Linked DNA regions of Mus musculus: regions 2, 3 and 4 are each linked to region 1. Evidence: chromatin contacts called from public ChIA-PET data. All regions are on one chromosome and are shown on one strand. Each heading gives the region's core, a stretch centred on a gene start, on an enhancer-like site or on the middle of the called end of the contact. The rest is flanking DNA. Distances are from core to core; before and after follow the strand shown. Region 1 overlaps Gm33742 (a long non-coding RNA gene). Region 2 holds the start of Ypel2 (yippee like 2). Region 3 overlaps Vmp1 (vacuole membrane protein 1). Region 4 holds the start of Gdpd1 (glycerophosphodiester phosphodiesterase domain containing 1).

Region 1 (3,248 bases), core at 2-2,501:
TCAATAAGAAGCCAAGGATAGCCTTGAACTTCTGATCCTCTGGTCTCCATCTCCTGAGTGCTGTTGTCACAGGTCTATGTCACCACGCCCAGCTTATGTGGTGCTGGGGACAAACCTGAAGCTGTGTGTACACTAGGTAAGAACTTTTAGCATCTGTACATGCACTCTGGAGGCAGAGGCAGGTGGATCTCTGATTTTTGAGGCCAGCCTGGTCTACAGAGTGAGTTCCAGGACATCCAGGACTACACAGAGAGAAACCCTGTCTTGAAAATCAACAAAGAGGGGGGGGGAGAGAGAGAGAGAGAGAGAGAGAGAGAGAGAGAGAGAGAGAGAGCCACCTGCCAACAGTTCTGTCTCTCAGCTATCATTTTCAAATAACTTTTTCACATATGGAATTTGGCAGACACAATTTAATCATAGTAGGTGTGATGGTTTGTATATGCTAGGCCCAGGGAGTGGCACTATTAGAAGGTATGACCCTGTTGAAGTAGGTGTGGCCTTGTTGGAGTAGGTATGTCACTCTGGGTGTAGGCTTTAAGACCCTCATCCTAGCTGCCTGAAAGCCAGTATTCTGCTAGCAGCCTTCAAATGAAGATGTAGAACCCTCAGCTCCTCCTGCACCATGCCTGCCTGGATGCTGCCATGCTCTTGCCTTGGTGATAATGGACTAAACCTCTGAACCTGTAAGCTGGACCCAATTAAATGTTGTCAGTATAAGAGTTGCCTTGGTCATGGCATCTGTTCACAGCAGTAAAACCCTAACTTAGACAGTAGGGAAATTAAAATAGAGTAAGAAACTTCTTGAACAGCTTCAAAATAAATTTGTATACACCTTTAAGAAGACTTTAACGTATAGTAGGTGCAGATAAACATACACACAATATATAAATGTATTTATTTATTTATTTATTTATTACTATTGGTGTGTTTTATCACTGCAATAGAAAGCAAGTTTGAATACCAAGGAAAAATCAAAGGAACAATTTAAACAAACAAACAACAATAACAACAACAAAGAAACCCAGTATGACTGCAGGCTGCTAATTTCCAGAAGGAAAGGCACTCAGAATTTGGAATAAAGATAACAAAGTCCCCTGTTTTAGGAGCTTCACAATGCCAGACACAAAAGGACCTTCAAAGCTTCTGGACAAAGTAAAAATCACTGCAAAGGATCTAACGTGAGTGGCTTTGAACATCACAGCCCAAAAGCCGGATGTGTTAACATCAGTTAAGCATTCTTATTGTGGCATTCTTTTAAGTGCCTGGTGATAAAAACCTACTTCACTCTGCCGGGTTACAGGATGCAGCCTACCCCCACAGTGTGTTAAGATGACTTGCCCCTGGAAACACATACTTGAATTCTTTCCAAACATTGTCACGAACAAAGCTTAGAAAAAGAAGTTCACAGACACGGTGCTGCAGTCTCGAGTTTTGAGACTGTGTGTAGTGGGCACACTGGTCACCCCAGGACTCAGAAGACTGAGGCAGAAGGAGCTTGAATTCGAGGCCAGCCTGGGCTACACAATGAGATACTCGAAGGAAAGAAGTTGGAAACTAGGTGTGGTGTGGTATGAGCTTGTAATCTCAGGCTCTGGTTGGGGGTGTGTTTGGGGGGGAGGGGTAAGAGTGACCCTTCAGTTCACAGTGATGTTTAGGCCAGCCTGGGCTACCTGAGACCCTGTTTCAAAACAAGAAAAAGGTGGGGGAAGGGAAAGAGAGAGGGAGAATAAGAGTAGAAGTAGGTGAGGAGCCTAGGAGATGGCTCAGCCAGAAAAGCAACGGATACAAAAACCTGATGGCTAGAGTTCAACCTCTGGAACCCACATAAAAATCCAGATGTGGTGCTATCTATAACCCAGTACTCCCGTGCTAAGATGGGAAGCAGAGAAAGGAAAACTGCCCAGAAGTTCAAAAACCAGCAAGCCTGGAGCATAGCTGCAGAAATAAAAGAGACCCTACAACCTCCATACATGCAGCCATAGTATACAGGGTCTCTCTCTGTCTCTCTCTCTGTCTGTCTCTGTCTGTCTCTGTCTGTCTCTCTGTCTCTGTCTGTCTCTCTGTCTCTCTCTGTCTCTCTGTCTGTCTCTGTCTGTCTGTTTCTCTCTCTCTGCCCCTCTCTTTAAAATAATTTTGTTGCCAGACCTTTAATCCCAGCAATCAGGAAGTAGAGGCAGGCAGAGTCAGTTCTCTGTGGTTTTGAGGCCAGCCTGGTTTACAGAGAGTTCCATGACAACTAGGGCTACACAGAAAAACACTGTTTAAAAAAAACCCACCAAAAGATTGTTAAAATTTGTTTGATAGGCCAGGTATGGTGGCTCAGGACTTTAATCCCAGCAGAGAGGAGCAGATCTCTGTGAATTTGAGGCCTACCTGGTCTGCATCATGAGTTCCAAGAGAGACAACTACAAGAGAGAGAGAGAGAGAGAGAGAGAGAAAGAGAGATTGAGATTCTGTCTCAAAAAAAAAACCAAACAAAAACTTTTGTTTGACTGGGGGCTGGAACAGTGGCTCAGTAGTAAGAGCATTGGCTGCTCTTCTAGAGGACCTGGGTTAGGTTCACAGCACCAATATGGCAGCTCACAACTATCTGTAATTCCAGCACCAGGAGATCCAACGCCCTCTTCCAACCTCTGTAGACCCCAGGCATGCAAGTGGTGTACACACAAACATGCACCATACACATAAAATAAAAATAAACAAATTTTTCTATAAAGTTTGATTTACTTGTTTTGTTAAGAAAAAGAGGGAGCCGGGCGTGGTGGCACATGCCTTTAATCCCAGCACTTGGGAGGCAGAGGCAGGTGGATTTCTGAGTTCGAGGCCAGCCTGGTCTACAGAGTGAGCTCCAGGACAGCCAGAGCTATACAGAGAAACCCTGTCTCGAAAGACCAAAAAAAAAAAAAAAAAAAAGAAAGAAAAGAAAAGAAAAGAAAAAAGAAAAAGAGGGACTGGAAGCAAGTAGCAAGTGGGGAAGAGGAAGGGAGGAACAGGGCCCATCCAAGTGGCCCAAGCCTGTTATCCCAGCTACTTGGGAAACTGAGGCAAGGGGATGGGAAGCTGAAGATTTGTCTGGACTAAGAGTGAGTTTGAGGTGGCTTTAAAAATAAGAAGTCTTGTTGTACTGGCTAGTTTTGTGTCAACTTCACACAGCTGGAGTTATCACAGAGAAAGGAGCTTCAGTTGAGGAAATGCCTCCATGAGGTCCAACTGTAAGGCATTTTCTCAATTAGTGATCAAGAGGGAAA
Region 2 (3,319 bases), core at 138-2,637, 170 kb before region 1:
GGTTTTGTTCTTACTAACGTTGGGACTTTTTTTCATCCCTAACCATGCGATGTACATTCACTGAAGACAATTTAGTTGATTGCATATGTATTAAAAACAGCTGGGTGGAGTGACAGGTGACGTTTTTGAGTCACCCGGGGATCTACCCAAATACCAGCCTGGGTTTGTGTGTAAACTGCTGCCAGATAGGAGACCAAAGGTTCCTGGGCCTCCTTCAGCACCCCAACCCCGCATGAACTTTTTTTTTTTCTCTTTTTCAGTAACCTGGCTAGCTTGGACCGATCTAACCAAGAATGACCTTAAACTTCTAACACTTCCCAAGCCTTGGGTTATAATTGGGCTATAAAGCAGAGAACCACCTTGTCCAATTACCTTGTGTTTTTTTCTCTTCTAAAATAGCAATGAAAACATGTATTTTGCCCCAACACCATTCAGAATCCCAGTGTCTTAGAAAAAAGGGTGGGTCTGCCGTGTCTCCCCCGCCCCCCCCCCCGCAGAAATTCTTTTATCAAATTGACCTGTTTTCCGGTAGGAAGACTCTGCCCCACTCCACCCACCTGGTGCCTCCCTGGACTTCCCGACTGTCATGAGTTTATTTTTTAACCCTCTCTTCCTTGAAAAGCACCACCCCACTGACCCAGAATGCCAGTTCCTCCCTTTTGGTCACCTTGACTACTCTTATTGTATTTTCTGTTGCTAATAGACCTCACTAACCATTAGCAATAGGGATCCCAGTTTCTCTATAGTCTTTCTCTATGCTCTTCCACTCTCAGTACTGGGGATCCAACCCAGGGACTCGAACACACCAGACAACCCTTTCCTAGTTTTAATTAGGAAATTTCGAGCAGGGCAGAGGAAATAGAGAATCTCCGCTTCTGAGCAGGGCATGGGTGGGCATGACGAGACTGGTACTATCTTACTAAATACACCTGCCTTGAACTCTGCGGGTCACTTTTAGTAACTTAGGCTCTGGGTCAGGAGTGGCTTAAAAAGTGGAGCGAGGAATTACTATCTAGGTTCTCAAAACAAAAGCACTGTAAATCCCACTTCCCAACATAACCCCGGGTCCTGGGAATCCCAGTAAAGCCAGACAAACAGGCTCCTATCTCAGAGAGCTCCCCCACTCTAATCACCTCTTCTCCCAGCCCTGCCCGCCAGCTGCCAGGACTGGCGGGACCCAGACCTTGCCACACTCCTCGCACGCGCGCCCCGCCAGGGCCGAGGGGCGGGTGGGGGTTGGGGGCGGGAGGCAGGGAAAGCAGGGGCGGAGTTCCGTCCTCCAGTGATTGGCTCCTGGCGGATGGGCTGCGGCCGTGCAGGGCCAACCAGTGGCGTGTTGCTATGTGCTGAGCCGATGGGATAGGCGCGGGGGCGCGTCTGTCACCCGGCAAGCCCCCAGCCCGGATTCGGAGGGATGCGGAGCGGCAGTGGCGGCGGCGGTGGCGGAGACTGTGGCTTTAAGAGCGCGCAGGGAGCGCTAGAGTCAGCCGTGCAGTCCTTCATCGCCAAGCACTCCGGAGAGCCCGGCGCTGGCCGGACCGGGCAGCCTACCGCCAGGTATGAGGGATCTCGAGCTGGGCTCGCGTGGGCGTGGGGCGCATTCCGCTCCAGTTCGGGCTGTGCGCCCTGGGGACGGTCGGGCTCCTGGGCTGCGTGCAGCCGGGCTCGGCTGGGGCGGTGCTGTCGCGGTCCCGAGGGGGCTCCCCGAAGGTTCCCGGGGTGCTAGGGGCGGGGAACGGGTTGCTGCAGCCACGTGACCGGTTTGTTTACAAACACTGGCGCGCGCTCCGGGTTCGGGACTCGGCGGGTGGCGACGAGCCGCCTGGCAAATATGGGGACCCAGAGACCTGAGCGCCAACGCCTCCCTTGTTCGGCGTGACCCACCCCCCACGGATGGCACCCGGCGGCACCCGGCTGTATGGTCGATGTCTCCATTGAGATAGTTGGGTCTGGGGCACGTCGCCCTCTAAAGTCCCCGGAGCGCTTCGGCAGCCCCAAGCCAAGGGAACCACAGCGAGTTCCTGCCTGGACGCTTCCCGGCGCCTCCCCTGCGGCCTTGCCAAGGGGTGGGCACGAACTCTGTTGCCAGACTCGCTGCGGGGGCCTCTGCGGAGAGTCCCTCCCGCAGCTGGCTCCTGCCTCTCTTCCTGCTTCAAGTTTACCTGCCTGGTTGCTGACTCCCTTCGGGTGATTTTTTTTTTTTTCCGAAACAGTGGAACCTTACACCCGTCTCCTGGCTGGCACTTAGGGGGAAGCACTGTTGCTTTGGACCCCTCGTGCAAAGAACTGCCTGCCACCTCTGACTTCACTTTTACCCACAGTTTTTAAAAAGCTGAGCGAGCATCCTCCGGTTTGCCTAGCCTTCCACGGCCCGGCTGCTGGAAATGGCAAATGCGCCGGAGCCCTGCTTTTTGGCTTCCTTGTTGATTTGTTGTTGCCACGTTGGAGGGTCTTTGAGCCACTGAGTTGGAGTCCTATTAGTCTTTTGTTCCTCATGCTTGTCTTCGTTCTCGCAAGATGGGCTCCCTGTCCAGAGCACTGAACAACAAGCCTAGGGATTACTTTTCTGAACCCCATTTACAGAACATTAGAGGCACAAAGGAATTACAGTAAACCTCATGCTTGAGGCTCTGCAGTAGTCTGCCTGGTTTGGGGGTTTACAGGATCTGGTCAGTAAGATTGGGTTGCTTTTCCTTTTGGCACACACTGCTGTAGGTTTTACCTGAGTTCAGTCCATCAGCTTTCTTAGCATTTGATATTCTTATCTTTGAGGAAGTTTCACTCTCTTTACATCATTTTGTAAATTCTGTAATTTGTCAAAAATAATGGCTTTATTAGAACATTTTCATACACATATCTCATTGTGACTGGTTCATACTTAACTATGACTGCTCCCACCCCCGGTTTTGTACTGAGCTGTGATGAGTGACTGGGTTCTTTACAAGCCCGGCCTGAGAAGAGCTGGGGAATCTTACCTTAGGCACTGTGATTTGTCCCGGATTCCACGACAGGGTCGGATGCGATAGAGCGGGGTACCTGGGCTCGTGCACTGCCTCAGTTGGGCTCTGCCTAGTTTAGGGTTCAGTAACATCACTTCTTAGATCTCTCTGCTTGCCTTGAGATAAGGGTGGGAAATGGAAAATAAAGAACACAGATAAGAATATGTGCCTTTGCCAGGCAGTGGCAGTACACGCCTTTAATCCCAGCATCTGGGAGACAGAGACAGGTGGGATCTCTGAGACCAGCCTAGTCTACAAAGCAGGTTCCAGGACAGCTAAAGCTACACAGAAATCCTGTCTCAGAAAAACAGTGACTAGTT
Region 3 (3,043 bases), core at 539-3,038, 180 kb after region 1:
TTACTGTTTTTGAGACAGGATTTTGTTGTTTGTGTGGCTGTGTTGCATACTTGAGCTTCCAGCAAATTCTCCTGCTTCCACCTCCCGTTCCCCATAGGAGTGCTGGCATTCTAAATGTAAAGAGCTGTGTCCAGCTTCTCCCATGGGTCCTGTGAGTCAACTCAAGTCCTCAGACTGTGCCAACACAGTCTGAGGCGATCTCTGGCTTCTCAGCTCCTTGTTTAAAACAAGTGATCATTTTCAATATGTGTGTTATGCCTTTGTTTTCTTCTCAGTGCTAAAGATTAAACTAACAGCCTCGAACATGCTTGCCAAATTTTCTACTACTGACTACATCCACAGTCCACCCTTAGCTATTCTCACCAGCCTTGGCTGCTTAGTGAATCTCAAAAATAAAATAAAAAAGAGAAAATGCCTGCTGGGTGATGGTAGCACATGCCTTTAATCCCAGCACTCTAGAGGCAGAAGTAGGTGAATCTCTGAGTTTGAAGCCGGCCTGGTCTAGAGAGTGAGTTCCAGAACAGCCAGGGCTACTCAGAGAAACCCATTCTCAGAGTATGGGGGAGGAGTGAGCAAAATTAAGGTTTAAAGTCTTACATCTAAATAAGAAAGCTGAGTGTGGTGACCCACACCTATAATCTCAGCACGTTAAAGGTAAAATACGGAGTTGAAGGCTACCCTCACCTACATAAGTTCTAAAGTTGATTAACCTGGGTTTCATGAGCCCCGATCACAACAGCAGCAAAAGCTATAATTGCATTGGCAGGCTTCCATTGTGTGGTGTATAGACAGTTTTTGACACTAGGGGGAGCATTTTCCTGCAGAGAGATTTTTCAAAGCTCAGTTTCTACACTGGGCCTTTGGGATACCTACCCTTACAGACAAATGTTATTTTTAGCCTAATTCACTAGGATTTCTTTTTTCACACTTGGGATCAAAGTAGAAAAATGCCTGGAGCATTAGCATTCTCCCTTCTAAAAGCAATGTGAAGGTAGGATTTGGAACTATTGGATTATAGTATAAAATTGACCAAGCTTTATTAGAAATTGTAACCAAATTGTGTTGTCCTTTGAAAATTCCTCCTTAAGAGACATTTTCTTAATATGATCGTTTCAACAAAATACCTTACCTTTGTTATAAGTTAAACACAACAAATATGTATAATATTTGCTGCCCAGATGCCTGTTTTACTCTTAAGTTTGGATTATTTTATTTTAAAGTGGAGCAGAAATTGTACCTTTTTAAAATCTGGCATGTTGATTGTCTTCTCGTGTTTAAACATTGCTGTGGGTAGTGCCTGATAGTTGTCTGTGCTGCTCTAAGCTGTGTTTCCTTAGGTACAGATATTTCTGGGCCCTTTTGGCTCTTGATTCCTTATTGCTGGAAGTAAATATTTGGGAACTATCACTGAGATGTGGTAAAGTGAAGCGGAGAAATAGTTTCCGTAACTGTGCTGTTAATGCCATGATGGTGGTGATTGTCTCAGAGCTAACCTGCCAGCTTCCTCTTCGCTACTTTTTCTAACTCTGATGATTGCGTCAGTGCTCATCTGTGAATCTTTGAGTACAAAGAAGGAAGAAATTACCCCAAATTGGGTTGTGGTGTCACTGATACTGACTTCTGTAGGCACGGTGACTGTGGCATGATCACTTTGAGTCAGAGCTCATCCTGGAAGATTAGCAGCCTCTTTTTAGGAAAAAAAAAAATGCCTGTTGGCCTTTGGTTGATGAGGGAGGGAATGGTAGCTCCTCTCCCTCTCTCTCCCCAAGGAGTGACTCATCTATTAACTCATGAGCGTCACCACATCAAAAGCAGAAACCAAGGTCTCCAGGACATAGGGGTTTATACAGACTGGATAGCTTCCTGCCCTTAAGTCACTATTTATAATTGTGTGCTTAAAAGAAAGCTTCAAAGACTATGTTAAACAACTTGCATAGCTCTCTACCTAAATATGTAGTCCATTTGTTCGGAATACTTAGGTCAACTCATGATCAAAATTTGCTTAGAAGATGGAGGTCAGTGGCAGAGCACTTCCCTAGCATGCTCAACGGCCCGGCTTCAAGCCCAACCTCAGAAAAGAAAGAGGAAGGTCAGTTAGGGTTTGTTAGTGTTTTCTTTGTTTTGTGGGGGTCTCACTCTTTGGCATTGGCTGGCCTGGAGCTCACTATAGCAGCTTGACCAGGTTGATCTCAAACTCACAGTGAGTGATTCCCCGCCTTGGCCAGCTGAATGTTGAGAGTAAAGGGTGTGCTACCAGGCCTGCCCTCTCAGGCTTACTGATAAACATTTGAGGTGATGGGTCACCTAAAAATTGTTAGCTTATTGATGTATATAGTTTACATTGTATAGTGTATAATGTATACTAAAACATCATACTGTACTGAAAGTGATACACAGTTATTTGTAAATCTTTAAAACCAATTTTACTGATTTTAAAGGAGAAACAAAGTATTTCTTCTTCTTTTTTTTTTTTTTAGATTTATTAATTTATTATATGTGAGTACACTGTAGCTGCCTTCAGACACACCAGAAGAGGGCATCTGATTTCATTATAGATGGTTGTGAGCCACCATGTGGTTGCTGGGATTTGAACTCAGAACCTCTGGAAGAGCAGTCAGTGCTCTTAACTACTGAGCCATCTCTCCAGCCCCAAGTATTTCTTTATATTAAGAATACTAATCTGGTAGAATTCACTTGCTTCCAGAAGGTTCATGGGCTAATTAATGTTAGAGTTTACTTTTGTTTTGGCCAGCAGATGTGTACTTTTAACATATAATAATATATTCTTGCCCTAGGTGCCACAGCCATTGTTTTATTTTTAAACACTTTGTTACATTAGGAAGATAAGGCAGAATTCTAATTATACTTTGTTTAAGTCTAACAGATTTAAAGACCTGCCACTCACATTAACTAATGCCCAGGCCTTTGGGTTTAGACAAACCATGCTGCTTTCTATAGAGAAGAGCAGGGAAGTGCTAGCTTGTGACTTGACAAAGAGAATCTAAAGAACAGGTCTGGGGGGCTGGAGAAGATGGCTCAGTGG
Region 4 (2,944 bases), core at 66-2,565, 250 kb before region 1:
TAGAGTGTTTACCACCTTTCCAAAAGCTGCCACTTGACCCAGCAAGATGGCTTAGTGGGAAAAGGAGCTGCCACCTTAGGTCTCCTTAGGTTGTCCTCTGCCTTTACACGTGCACACACATACACTACACAGGAAATAAGTAAATGCATAAAAAATAAATAAACGAGATAGGATCGGGTGCAGCAACCCTTGCCTGCAGTTCCAGCTAATGAGCTGGATGAAACCAAAAGACTGCTTCACCCTTAGGAGTTTGAAGCCAGCCGGAGCTCAATACTGTGAGTCTGCCTGTTGTTGCAATTGTCCTGGGACTCAAACCCCTGGCCTTAAGGGAAGGCAGACGCAAGTGGATCTCTAGCCCTATTGTCATAGCGAGTTCCAGATCAGCCTCGGTACATAGTGAGACCCAGTCTCTAAGGGGGGGGGGGGCCGGGGGGGAGGAGACAGGAAGGGAGGGAGAGAGAACGGAGAGAGGAAGGGAGAGAGGAGAAAAGGGAAAGAAAAGAATCCCAATACTTAGAAGGCAGAGGCAAACTGGTCTCTGTGAATCAAGAGGCCAGCACACAGTCAACACAGTGAGACACCCTGTCTCAATAAACAAATCCAAACCTTGAATGTGCTTGGAAAGTGCTTTACAACTGAGCCACAGCCACAGCCTTTGTGGCTAATTACTTTGCATAAAATACGATCCACAGCTGGGCTTGCCTACCATCCCAACACTCTGGAGGCTGAGGTAGAAGAACCTGAAGTCGAAGACTCTATCCTCTGGTATATAGTGAATTCAAGCCCGGACTGGGCTAAGTAGATCCTATCTCACAAAACCAAGACCCTGCCCCCATAAAACGTGGTTCCTACTGTATTTCTAGTTTGTAAGGTAGGAGATGAAAAAGAAAAATGGAAAAGTTAGTTGCCAGTCTTTATAGGAAAGGACTTAGTGGTCAGTTTCTTTATTCATGTTTATTTTGTACTGGGGCTTGAATCCCGTACGATCTAACCAACTAGGCTACGAGTTCGAGGTATCAGTAACAATTCTTCGCTTTTCCCACAGAAAGGACTAGGACCTGGCCTGGAATCCTCCTTTGATGCACATTTCCCAGTTACGTCAGATTTTCCCCGAAGGCTATCCTGGCTTGAGAGCGTTTTCGGCTTAGGGACTGCCCAAACAAATCCAAACAAATAAAACCACTGGCAAGTTTCCAACCTCTTGCCTCGGGGTCTTCTTCGAAGCACCTGCGCGTGGGACCACAGCTGCCAGACGCCCAACGCTCCGCGCCGTAGCGCGCCTGCGTATCTGAGCCCCTTTGTTGCTCGGGCGCTGGGGTCGGGCTGCGCCTGCGTGCTGAGTCCGCACGAACAAGTGCGCTACGCCGAGGGCACCGGCTGAGGGCGAGCAGACCTCGAGCAGCTGCCGGCGCTGCGGCCGTTGCTACCATCACAGCACAGTCGGGGTCTCAGGCCCAGAAGGCGGTGACCGAGGATGTCGTCCACCGCGGCTTTTTGCCTTCTCTCTACTCTGGGGGGATATTTGGTCACCTCGTTCTTGTTGCTTAAATACCCAGCGTTGCTGCACCAGAGAAAGAAACAGCGATTCCTCAGTAGGCACATCTCTCACCGCGGAGGTGAGAGGGGTCCCCAGAACCCGATGGCGGGGATGGGGGAGGCTTCCTAGCAGGAGGTAGAGGATGGGGATTCTGGAGAGGCTGACGAAGAATGGGCTCCTGGAACTGGAGGGCTTCCTCAGATGAGTGGTCCGGAGGGGAGGGAAGGAAAGGGGTCTCGTGTCCCAGTCCTGGTGGGCGTCTCTGGGGAGCTAGGGTGACAGGGCTTCTGTGAGGAGGAGAAGCGCAGGATGAGAGACAGAAGTGGGGCGTTCCTCGGCCGATGGAGGGATGATCGGGAGGTCCCTTCTTGGCAGCCTGGCACAAAGCCGGTGCAGATCCAGGAGACACCCGCAGGGGGAAGTAGGAACGGACAGACTGCTTGGAATAGGCTGGTGGCTGAGTCCGTGGGGAAGAGCTTGGGCTCCGGCAGAGCTGAGGATCTGCGAGTACCTGGAGCGAGAGCTGAGGAGTCTGCGATGCCACGCTCCACGCGTTTGTAATTGAGCTCTGGAGAGAAATGTCTCCAAACCAGGGACATTTTCCAAGGTCACAGAGTGTGGACTGAAGTGGCACAAGCAACTTGGAGAGTTCTGGTTCTAAGGATTCCAAAACCTAGCACCTGGGTTGTTGTTTTACTTTGATTTTTGAACATTACCCCAGCAATGGTTGGTGGGCTTCTAAAAGACTAAAATATTTAGCTTATGATCAGTCAGTATTTTTTTAAAGATGTTTCTCTTGCAAAAGTATATTGCTTTTATACAATATCAAGTATATAAGGGTTGAAGCGAGTCCGCTCCGCCTTCTAATTTACTATAACAGGCCACATCTTTGCTTCTTCACTGCTGTTCAATAATGTGGCTTCAGGACATTTCAATTTTTTTTTTTTTATAAGTAATAGTTTTAATTTTTTTTTTAAAGATTTATTTATTTATTATATGTAAGTACACTGTAGCTGTCTTCAGACACTCCAGAAGAGGGAATCAGATCTCTTTACAGATGGTTGTGAGCCACCATGTGGTTGCTGGGATTTGAACTCTGGACCTTCGGAAGAGCAGTCGGGTGCTCTTACCCACTGAGCCATCTCACCAGCCCAGGACATTTCAATCTTAAGGTATAAATTATGAAAATTTTCGGTCACTTTAAACTTTTCTTTAGGGTGAATATAGCACCGGGTTAAAATTGCCTGAAATGTATCATACAATGGTAAACTCTATAGTTTAAAATTTGATGGAGTACCGTAATGATTTTTGGTTTTAGATTTTTCAAAGATGGGGTCTTGCTATGGCGTGCTGGCTAGTCTGCAAATCACTATATAGACCAGGCTGGTTGTGCATTCTGCCCCCACT

What was found. ChIA-PET counts read pairs in DNA pulled down with a chosen protein or histone mark.
Region 2: a contact with region 1 is called in an RNA polymerase II ChIA-PET map of memory CD8 T cells, with 111 read pairs. The contact joins the promoter of Ypel2 here to the enhancer-like site in region 1. A contact is called at or near these places in 11 of 39 promoter capture datasets (the C10 cell line, the HPC-7 cell line, HPC-7-derived erythroid cells and 8 more), 4 of 15 datasets of contacts at CTCF or cohesin (the NIH/3T3 cell line, large pre-B cells and pro-B cells), 34 of 484 Hi-C or Micro-C datasets (B cells, the Ba/F3 cell line, CD4 T cells and 24 more), 24 of 115 datasets of contacts at active chromatin or transcription factors (DN3 thymocytes, Th17 cells, VIP interneurons and 20 more) and 4 of 9 other capture datasets (adipose tissue, liver, macrophages and 1 more).
Region 3: a contact with region 1 is called in an RNA polymerase II ChIA-PET map of memory CD8 T cells, with 51 read pairs. The contact joins two enhancer-like sites. A contact is called at or near these places in 3 of 484 Hi-C or Micro-C datasets (the Ba/F3 cell line, the G1E-ER4 cell line and embryonic fibroblasts) and 5 of 115 datasets of contacts at active chromatin or transcription factors (the HPC-7 cell line, bone marrow-derived macrophages, a colorectal cancer cell line and 2 more).
Region 4: a contact with region 1 is called in an RNA polymerase II ChIA-PET map of memory CD8 T cells, with 9 read pairs. The contact joins the promoter of Gdpd1 here to the enhancer-like site in region 1. A contact is called at or near these places in 4 of 39 promoter capture datasets (the C10 cell line, hematopoietic stem and progenitor cells, hippocampal neurons and 1 more), 1 of 484 Hi-C or Micro-C datasets (embryonic stem cells), 5 of 115 datasets of contacts at active chromatin or transcription factors (bone marrow-derived macrophages, embryonic limb bud, memory CD8 T cells and 1 more) and 3 of 9 other capture datasets (embryonic stem cells, liver and macrophages).

What each region holds. Positions count from the first base shown.
Region 1 is chr11:86,826,639-86,829,886 of GRCm38.p6, reverse strand. All of the region lies in intron 4 of Gm33742 (a long non-coding RNA gene), which reads left to right. Among named protein-coding and RNA genes, the nearest start is that of Dhx40, 21 kb to the right of the region's middle. Within about 2 kb of position 1,251, at least 76 of the 459 cell types and tissues checked have an H3K27ac peak or open chromatin away from gene starts, as enhancers often do. A contact at or near this core is called in CD8 T cells, DN3 thymocytes, the NIH/3T3 cell line and 12 more, where this site is marked.
Region 2 is chr11:86,991,830-86,995,148 of GRCm38.p6, reverse strand. Ypel2 (yippee like 2) reads left to right here and starts at 1,387. Exons shown (of 5, transcript NM_001005341.3): 1 at 1,387-1,557. It overlaps Gm51915 (a long non-coding RNA gene), which reads right to left. Exons shown (of 3, transcript XR_003949754.1): 2 at 2,976-3,115; 3 at 812-2,806.
Region 3 is chr11:86,651,401-86,654,443 of GRCm38.p6, reverse strand. The region is part of intron 5 of Vmp1 (vacuole membrane protein 1); the gene reads left to right. Among named protein-coding and RNA genes, the nearest start is that of Vmp1, 31 kb to the left of the region's middle. Within about 2 kb of position 1,788, at least 136 of the 459 cell types and tissues checked have an H3K27ac peak or open chromatin away from gene starts, as enhancers often do. A contact at or near this core is called in bone marrow-derived macrophages and memory CD8 T cells, where this site is marked.
Region 4 is chr11:87,072,508-87,075,451 of GRCm38.p6, reverse strand. Gdpd1 (glycerophosphodiester phosphodiesterase domain containing 1) reads left to right here and starts at 1,315. Exons shown (of 10, transcript NM_025638.2): 1 at 1,315-1,616. The coding sequence starts at 1,475.